Linked DNA regions of Mus musculus: region 2 is linked to region 1. The links are chromatin contacts, called in public Hi-C maps. All regions are on one chromosome and are shown on one strand. The core of a region is the stretch at or near the end of the contact, and the rest is flanking DNA. Distances in the headings are between cores, read along the strand shown.

Region 1 (4,341 bases), core at 885-3,384:
CTGTCCTGGAACTCACTTTGTAGACTAGGCTGGCCTGAAACTCAAAGATTCCCCTGCCTCTTCTGCCCTCCTGGGCGCTGGGATTAAAGGTGTGCACCACTACTGGGCTCAAGAGGACTCTTTTTTCTTTTTTCATTATTATTACTGATATTCGAAACAAAGCTTCACTATGTATTCCAGACTAACCTCGCTGTCCTCAAACTCCAAGCACTCCTCCTACCTCAGCCTCTAAAAGACTGTGCTGCCATCCTCTACTTTCTTCCTTCCTTCCTGTCTGTCTGTCTGTCTGTCTGTCTTTTTCCTACTCAGGGACTCACTATCTGGTCTTGAACTGCAATCCTGCTGCCCCAGCCTACCCACTGCTGTCTGTCTGTCTGTCTGTCTTTTTCCTACTCAGGGACTCACTATCTGGTCTTGAACTGCAATCCTGCTGCCCCAGCCTACCCACTGCTGGAAGTGCCAGCACACTGCACTTTTCTTTCTTTCTCTTTTTCTTATTTTAAGAGTATTACTTTGGCCAGGCAGTGGTGGCGCACGCCTTTAATCCCAGCACTTGGGAGGCAGAGGCAGGTGGATTTCTGAGTTCGAGGTCAGCCTGGTCTACAGAGTGAATTCCAAGACAGCCAGGACTGCACAGAGAAACCCTGTCTTAAAAAAAAAAAGAAAGAAAGAAAGAAAGAAAAGAAAAAGAGTATTACTCTGTAGTCCAGGCTGACCTCTAACTTGAAGCAGTCTTCCTGCCTCGGTTTCCCAAATGAGAGGGTTATAGCACACAAAATTATTTTTATATAGTGTTTACCATATACATGCCCATCACAGTCCTAAAGACTCATTTAATCATAAATAAAGCTCTAAAGATAAAATTATACAGCTCAAGAGATGGCTCAGCAGTTGAGAGCAATGACTGCTCTTCCAGAGGTCCTGAATTCAATTCCCAGCAACCTCATGGTGGCTTACAACCATCTATAATGGGATCCAATGCCCTCTTCTGGTGGCTCTGAATACGGCTACAATGTACTCATATACATTAAATAAATATTTAAAAAGGAAAGAAGGAAGTATACTAAGGACTTCTACTTTCCAGACTAGGAAAATGAGGCCAGAGAGGTTAACTGACGAAAGCAAGACTACACAGCTAGGCACAGCTAAGCTACAAACCCAAACTAAAGGTCTCCACAATGCAAGACCTTACCTGATGCATTTCAAAAGCCATTTCAACAAGAATTAAATCTGACCTCCATTCCTCTTCACTTCACCTCCTACCCCCTCTCACTCATTCACTCTGTCAAGGCCTCTGACGTTGGGCCTATGTCCTAAACTGGTTACCTCCTCTGGTAAGTGTGCACCAGATTCTGTGGCTTTTCTATGAGTGTTCAATGAATGGAGCTGTCTCTGATTGTCGTCAGAGATTTCTACTGCCTTCCAACCTACCTCTACCCACCTGACACTGTACATCCATACTGATTGCCTAACTCTGAACCTTGTCTCCCCATCCTCTGTCCAGAACCCCTGGCCTCTATCCTTAAACTTATGCCGCATTTCTTGACGCTAAGTTTCAAATCTATAACTCAAGAACATCACTCCAGCCCTCTCAAACCAGATCAGCCCACAGAGTGTGCAGGGTGCACAGCATCTGTGAGGCTCTCTCTGTAGTCCATAAAACCTGACCCTTGCTGGTCACCGTCAGCCCCGCCCTATCCACTCATGCTCCGCCCAGGAAGGCTTGCTTCCCTCTTCAAGGCCTACCCCCTACCCTAATCTACCAAGACTAGGTCCCTTAAATCCCGCCCTAGATCTTTTTAACCCGTACAGCGGCCTCTTCAAGCTCCACCCAAATCGATTAGCTCAGCCCCAGACCCACTTAGCCCTGCCCCGTATCCGGGCAGACCCCGCCCACCTGACCAGAAAGCCCCGCCCCACTTCCACATCCACATCCACTACGGGCCCAGCCCCCCCTGCTTCGGCCCATCAGCCTCACCGTAGGTCTCGGCCATGGCTCAGTGGCGACCGCTGAGGGCCGCAATATGGCGCCGCAGCCGCGCCTGTTCCTCGGCTGGCAGCCGCTCCACTCGGGCTGCAGCCTCAGCTCCTTTCCACTTCTGGACCCGGCGCCGCCACTTCCGCCTTCACCGCCCCCCCCCCTCCCGCGCGAGCCTCCGGAGCTGCGGATACCAGGCCACGCTCGCCCAACGCAGTGATTGGTGGATTCAGGAGGCAGTGGGCGGGATAAGCGGCGCGGATTGGTGGCATGAGAGGGGCCGAGTCAAAAGGGGCGTGACATAGAAGAGCGATTGGTGGAGCAAGTGGGAGAGGGCGGAGGCAGAGATGCTGCCCTAGCGGTGGAACGGATTTGGTCAAATATCGGGGAGCAGAGACTAGACTCCGTATTGGTTATACGTAGGCACGGGGCGGGGACAAGAATGCCAAGAAGGAGCAAGGGCAGGATGGACAGAGTTGGAAGAATGGATCTCAGGCTGCTGAGTGTAATTTCTAACCCCATAGACCGGAAAGAGGAAAGCTGAGGACACGCGCACATTTATCCCTATCTACAAGAAAAACCTCTGTTGGTCGGGCTCTGGGGTCGCGCATGCTTTCAACCCCAGTACTCAGGAAGCAGAGGCAGATGTATCGCTGAGTTCAAGGCCAACCTGGTCTACATAGTGAGTTTCAGAACAGTCAGGGCCTACATAGAGAAACCCTCAAAACAAAGACAAAACAAAAAAACTGTACGTTCTATGCGCTTCTCGGGATCTATTGGCTCATACCAATGATTCAACTCCCTTTAAAAGAGAGGAAAGCGTACATATATTGTACTGTTTACCCCCTTGCTTGGGGGTCCCAAACCTTACCTTGGAGCAAAGGGCTTGCAAAGTGAAATTCTGCCTAGTAGCCACTGACGTTACAACATTCAGGGCATTAATTGGCTATATTCAGAAACCCGTGAAACATTCTTTGCACATACCCACCCAACCCCAAAAACCAAAGAGACAAATAGTTTGCCATTGGCTGCTGTATTTGCATAGAGCCGGAAGGGTAACTGCAGGGATAGCGGTAGGCTGAGCTCACTGGCAGTAGAAATCCCATTGCTGAAAAAGAGTAGATAGAAAACCAACCAGTGATGACATTGCAATGCGCCTAGTGGTTCTAACAAAGTTATAGCTGCAAGGACTAGGTTTGATCACCCAGAAATGAACACATTAGCTTCCAGTACTGCACCCTCTGCCATTTCCCAATTAGAGATCACTCAGCACTGGGCAGGGCCTGTAAACTCAGCAGCCCTCAGGAGGCTGAAACTGGAGGCTAGTGATTTTGAGGCCAGCTTGGGTACATACCAACAACAAAAATAATTACTTCTCATAAACAGGTAAGCAAATAAAGGAACTATCATCCTACTCCCACCTCCACCCCCAAGACACTCACATCGGTCTTCATATCAATTTTGCCAGGTTTCAGAGTCAGGTCCTCCCGGACAATGCTACTGGGGAAATAGCCCAGGCGGGCTGCCAGGTCTCCATAGTAACCTCCCTGAACCTGGAGAAGAAGTTAAAAGTCCATCTGGGGAAACGGCACTTATGCTTGCTGAACGCCTGTGTACAATCTTCCCTCTTACTTGAATCTCAGCTTAAATGCCATTTGCTCATGGATAGAATGTTGCCACTACAACTAATCCTCACAATGTCATGTTTGCTGCCACTTTTGATGGCTTGCTGGTTGCCTGCCTCTACCCCTTTGTTCACTGTTGTATCCCGGGTATGAAAAAGAGCTTTGGCGCTAAGCTTCTCTGTAATTTCTAAAGAAAAAAAAAAAAAATGCAATAAGTAATAAAATGTCCTTCCTTCCCCCAAATCTCGTTTTCCCCTCCCCCCAAATCTTCCCTTCATATGGAAAACAAGGCTTTACAAACCCAAACAAACCCCACACCCTTCCCATTATCACTCTCTGAAGACTCACACTGCCTCCCCAGAAAAGGCGCCCACGGCCCTTCAACTTGGAGAAGACATACACCACTTGGCCCCTATATATAGTCAAGAAGCGGCAATCAGGGGCCACGTAGTCCTGGAGGGCCACAGCCATGGAGATAGGATCTGGGGAGGGAGAAGGAAATGACAGCAACTGCAAAACAGACTAGCAGTCCAAGCCTTCAGCCCCCTTCCCTTGTTCCCTGACTCTTACGGCTGCATTCCTCGTCCGCACACAGCTTCCAGTCAGCCAGCTTGGGCATAGCTCGATCAGCCCTGCTAGGCCCTGAAAAAACAGACAAGACGACGATGCCAAGGAGCACTGGGGACCACACCATCATGGACTGAGAATGACCAAGTGAAGAACGAGGTCTCTGGGCTC
Region 2 (4,341 bases), core at 1,161-3,660, about 11 Mb after region 1:
TGGGCTTTCAGTATCATTGAATTTAATATGAGGACTCTCACTGGCTCAAAGTTGAGACACTGGGCTGAACTCAATTCAATAATGACAACTAAAACAACTTGCTGAAGAAAATGGGAGAAAAAAATATGGGATGCATTTTTCTTCTGTAGGGGCTACTTTTTTTTTTTTAAACAGGAAAAAAACTGACCCCCCCCTTTTTAAAAAAACAACAACAACAAAATGTCTACTGGGGTCCTGCCGAGAACTGCACATTGCTGCAGCCCTAGCTGGCAGAACATCATTGCTCAGAAGACATTCCTCACAACCATTTGTCTCTCCCTGCTCTACAGTCACCACTAGCCTTTGGGAGAAGAGAGATGAGGCCAACAGAATACTGGTCTTGCTCAGCTTTATCTTTGATGAAGGCCAAAGGTGTCACCAGCCACTTTGGAGATAGGCCGCTCCCCCACTGCAGCCATAACTATAGTCCCCAGCCATTGCTGGAGGCAAAGAGATAATAGAAGCTCTCTCTGCATGCAAGGATCTTCTCATATTATGATACCATGCTGCATTAGAAAGATCTGGCAAACACCACATTAGGAGGGACAGAAGAAATGGAGCAGCCAATGAAATACTGGTTGAGACACACGTCATTACAGATCCTTGCTGAGGCCACGTAAGGTCCAGACAGCAGTGATCAATGTAGTGAGCTGATGGTGGAACATTCTGGGTTGCATAGGAGAAAAGTTTAGTTTTTGCTACAGGGTCTCACTCTACGGTCTGGGCTGGCGTGGAACTCAGAGGGCCTGCCCTTGCTTCTCTACTGCTGGGATTAGGAAAAGTCACAAGAATGGACAAGGGAGAAAGAGTTGGGAGTCCTATCCCCCAACTAGCCTTCCGCAGTAAGACTGCAGGCCCAGCTCTGCTGGGTTTGCAAAGGACTCTGGGTTACCTTCTAATAAGACTCAGTTTCCCCCTGGGCTTAGAAAGGACCAAATTATACACTCACTCTGGTTCCTCCAGGTATCAGTACCTGTAACCTTAAAGGTGCCATTCAGGAAACACAAACCCCTCCCACAACCCCAGGCCCAACTGAGACCAGGCCACATTGACAAGCTTCAGAGGTTCAGCCATGTGGCCTGCAGCTCTGTTTTGGGAAAGTTGGAAGAAAGAAAACCTGGAACCCAGGAGGCAGAATACCCTGTAGGCAGCAGACCTACCTGACTGCTATCCTCGCTTTTCACAGTCTTGTCAATCTTGGCAATTTCTTCATCTGGGTCTTGCAAAAACTAAAAAAAAAAAAAAAAAAAAAAAAATCCCGGTCCACCATGGGTCCACATGGTGCGACCCAAAGACAAAAAACACAAGAGAAAAAGGGGGAAATGTTTGTTAGGTCATGAACGACATTCAACTAAAGGAAACCTCTCTCTCAACTAATTCTTTTCACTAGTAGGTAAGAAGAACCAAATTTGGTACCCAGGTAAGATGGAAGGGGGGGTGGGCTGTCCCCTTCCCAACCTGTATCCTTTGTACTCACCACGGCCACATTTGCCTTCCTTTTTCTGGAGCGGACTGAAAGGTCGGAGCCACCTTCTTCTTTCATGTTGCTGTGGTCCGTCGAGTCTCTGCAAGGGCATGGTGTCATGGGGTGCTGCTCCCCAAAAACTCAGGCCGCCCCTCCCCCACCGCTACTCACCCTTACCCTCCCGCAGCAGGGAGGCCACTCACCTCTCCCTTGGCATGGCTCAGGACTTGGGCTTGGAACTCAGACCTGGGAGGACAACAAGCAAGCATCGTGGTGAGCACGGCCCGCAGAGGGGACCTGAGTCTTCCAGTTCGTCCCGGGCACCCCTCCCCCCTCCCGCGCGGGCGGCGGCGGCGGGAGCCTCCTGGGCCCGGAGGCCGGCCGGGAAAATGGCCGATGGGCCCGGGTGGCTTGTCACCCGCAGGCGCCGCCAGCAGCCTGCGACCCTGGGTCCGAACCTGAGGTTGGGGATGGAGGCCCAGCCGCCCTTCAAGAGGACCCCCCGCTCCATCACCGTCCTCGGGGCCGGGGCTGCCTCAGTGTCCCTTTCTACACCTACCCCTGACCCGTCTCTCACAGCCACCCCGGCCGGGGCACCCCGAGCTGATACCTCAGGGGACCGGGTGACCCGGCCTCGCCCCACCCCCACCCGGGCCCGGTCCGGTCTGGTCGGACCCGGTCCGGACGCCTGGGAGTCGTGGGAGTCCCGGGAGTCCCGGGAGTCCAGGCAGCCCGTACCCGAAGCTGTGTCCGCCGCAGGCAGGCGCGCTCGAGCGGGCAGGAGGCCGACGGCGAGCGGGAAGCAGGAGGCGGGAGGCGGCGGCCGAGCGCGCGGCGCTGGCGGGATCCGCGCCTGCCCCCTACACCGCGCTGGCTGTCGAGCCGGCTGCTCCTGCGCCCGGCTTCGAGCGGGACATTTAAAAATCCCAGCGCGCGGCACCGGCCCCGTCCCGCCCTCGCGCCCCGCCCCGAGGGCTGCGAGCCCCTCAGCGGCCGCCGCAGGCCCGGGGCCCGCCCCGTCGCCGCGCGGACCAGCGAGGAGCTCTGGTGGGGGCGTGGCCTCCCGGGGGGCGTGTTCTTTTACGGGCGTGGCATGCACTAAAGGGGTGGGGCTAGATGTCAGGGCCTGCGCGCCGGGGGCGGGGTGCGGACGTGGTAGGCGGGGCCTGCGCGGGGCGGGACGCGGGAGAGTCGTCTGGCGCGCGCGGCTGCGGGGCGGGCTCGCTGACGCGGGAGAATCTTGGCGCGAGCGCCTGAAGGATTCTGAGCGTGCGGGGCCGGGAGGAGCGGCATGGGCCGCCCAAGTGGAATGTCAGCAGGGCAGATCGCAATGATCGGCGGCCGGGCTTGACTGGAGTGAGGCACGGGAGGGCCCGGAGTTAAGAACCCGTCATCCGCCGGTCTCCCGCGCGCGCGCACTGTCCCTCCTGACTCGTCCTCCCCGCCCCTGAGACGCAGAGTTCCGGGCCGAGTCCGGCGCGTGGGTGTCCCCAAGGTCACAACAGCTTGTGGCTCCTGGGACCGGAACCAGCATTCAGGCTGCTGCTGTTAGGTCTCCTGTGGACCAGCAGCAGGTCCTTTAACCTGTCAGTGTTTCTGGTCCATTCATCCACCCATTCATTCATTCATTAGGCTACCCAAGCACATTTCTGTGCCTCTAGCACACATGGGCCCAACCCGTTTGCAGAAAGCCTCTCTGACCCTTAGGTCCCCATGAGGTGAGGCAGTCTCCAGCCTATAATTTTACTCCAAGTGTTTTCATCAACCTCAGAGTATGCACATGCCTCACAAACGTGAAGTGACCCTCACCCACCCCAGACCTGACCTTCAGCCCTCCGCCCGAGCTGCTGGATCCAGCATCCGGTGCCCTTTCGCACCCCAGAGCCTCAGAGCTTGCTTTACTCTCTTCTGACCCATTCCAGCTGTTTGTGCTTCCGGAAAACTTGAAGGTCTTTGGTAACCACTTCCTCTCCGGCGTACCTTTCCCCAGGACGTCCCCTCCAGTGTTAAACTATGGCAAAGCACTTGTTTCTTCCAATCTCTTGTTCACTCTGTTTTCTTATCCCGTTGCCCCTTCTGTATCTTGGACCAAAAGGGTCACTTCCCTTATGTTAGTAAATGATATAGAAAGAAAGAAAGAAAGAAAGAAAGAAAGAAAGAAAGAAAGAAAGAAAGAAAGAAAGAAAGAAAGAAAGAAAGAAAGAAAGAGAGAAAAGAAACCCACACTGACCCAGGTCTGTGGAACATACAGGCTACTGAGACGAATGCCTTGAGCACATTGACTGCTAGCAAAGAAAGACCTGTACTCAAGTTGTAGAAGTGTGAAAGGCGGGGTCTAAATACCTCTGGGGACCTTCCTCGGGGTAAGCCTGTCTCTGCTCCCAGTGACTCTCTTCTGGAAGTCAAAGTGGAGTGTGCCCTTCCCATAGGTCCTGACTAGCATAATGGTGATGTCCCAGGCTGCTGAGATTTTGTTGAGGATGTCATAAGCAGACTGAGCCCCAGACCCCATATTCTCCAAACCCTGTTGGATTCAACAGCAGATGATAAACTTAAAGTGAAACTTTGGGTTAAGCCCTTTAAAGTTAAAGCCCAGCCCTAAGAATTTAACAATAAAGCTATCATGCTGGTTCCAGGGTGACCCTAGTTCGCAGACCACAGCTATCTACTGCCTACACTTGCTGTGAGAATTAAGGGAAACAGGTGGCTCAGTACCAGGCCTGGTACACAGTAAATGCTCAATAAATGAACTATTGCTGCAGTGATAGAGCTTTCCTTATGGACCCATCAGCAGCAGAGAATGAGAGTTTCAGGCATTGTATGTCCTAACAATAAAA

Evidence for each region. A called contact is a pair of places that touch in the nucleus more often than the background predicts.
Region 2: a contact with region 1 is called in a Hi-C map of B cells, with 6 read pairs. The contact joins the promoter of Ccne1 here to the promoter of Rab4b in region 1. A contact is called at or near these places in 2 of 39 promoter capture datasets (cranial neural crest and pre-B cells) and 1 of 484 Hi-C or Micro-C datasets (B cells).

The regions. Positions count from the first base shown.
Region 1 is chr7:27,176,749-27,181,089 of GRCm38.p6, forward strand. It overlaps Rab4b (RAB4B, member RAS oncogene family), which reads right to left and starts at 2,135. Exons shown (of 8, transcript NM_029391.2): 1 at 1,979-2,135. The coding sequence starts at 1,994. Mia (melanoma inhibitory activity) reads right to left here. Exons shown (of 4, transcript NM_019394.3): 1 at 4,174-4,341; 2 at 3,952-4,085; 3 at 3,421-3,531; 4 at 2,993-3,086. The coding sequence starts at 4,297. The coding sequence ends at 3,063.
Region 2 is chr7:38,105,080-38,109,420 of GRCm38.p6, forward strand. Ccne1 (cyclin E1) reads right to left here and starts at 2,411. Exons shown (of 12, transcript NM_007633.2): 1 at 2,243-2,411; 2 at 1,708-1,750; 3 at 1,517-1,604; 4 at 1,200-1,268. The coding sequence starts at 1,721.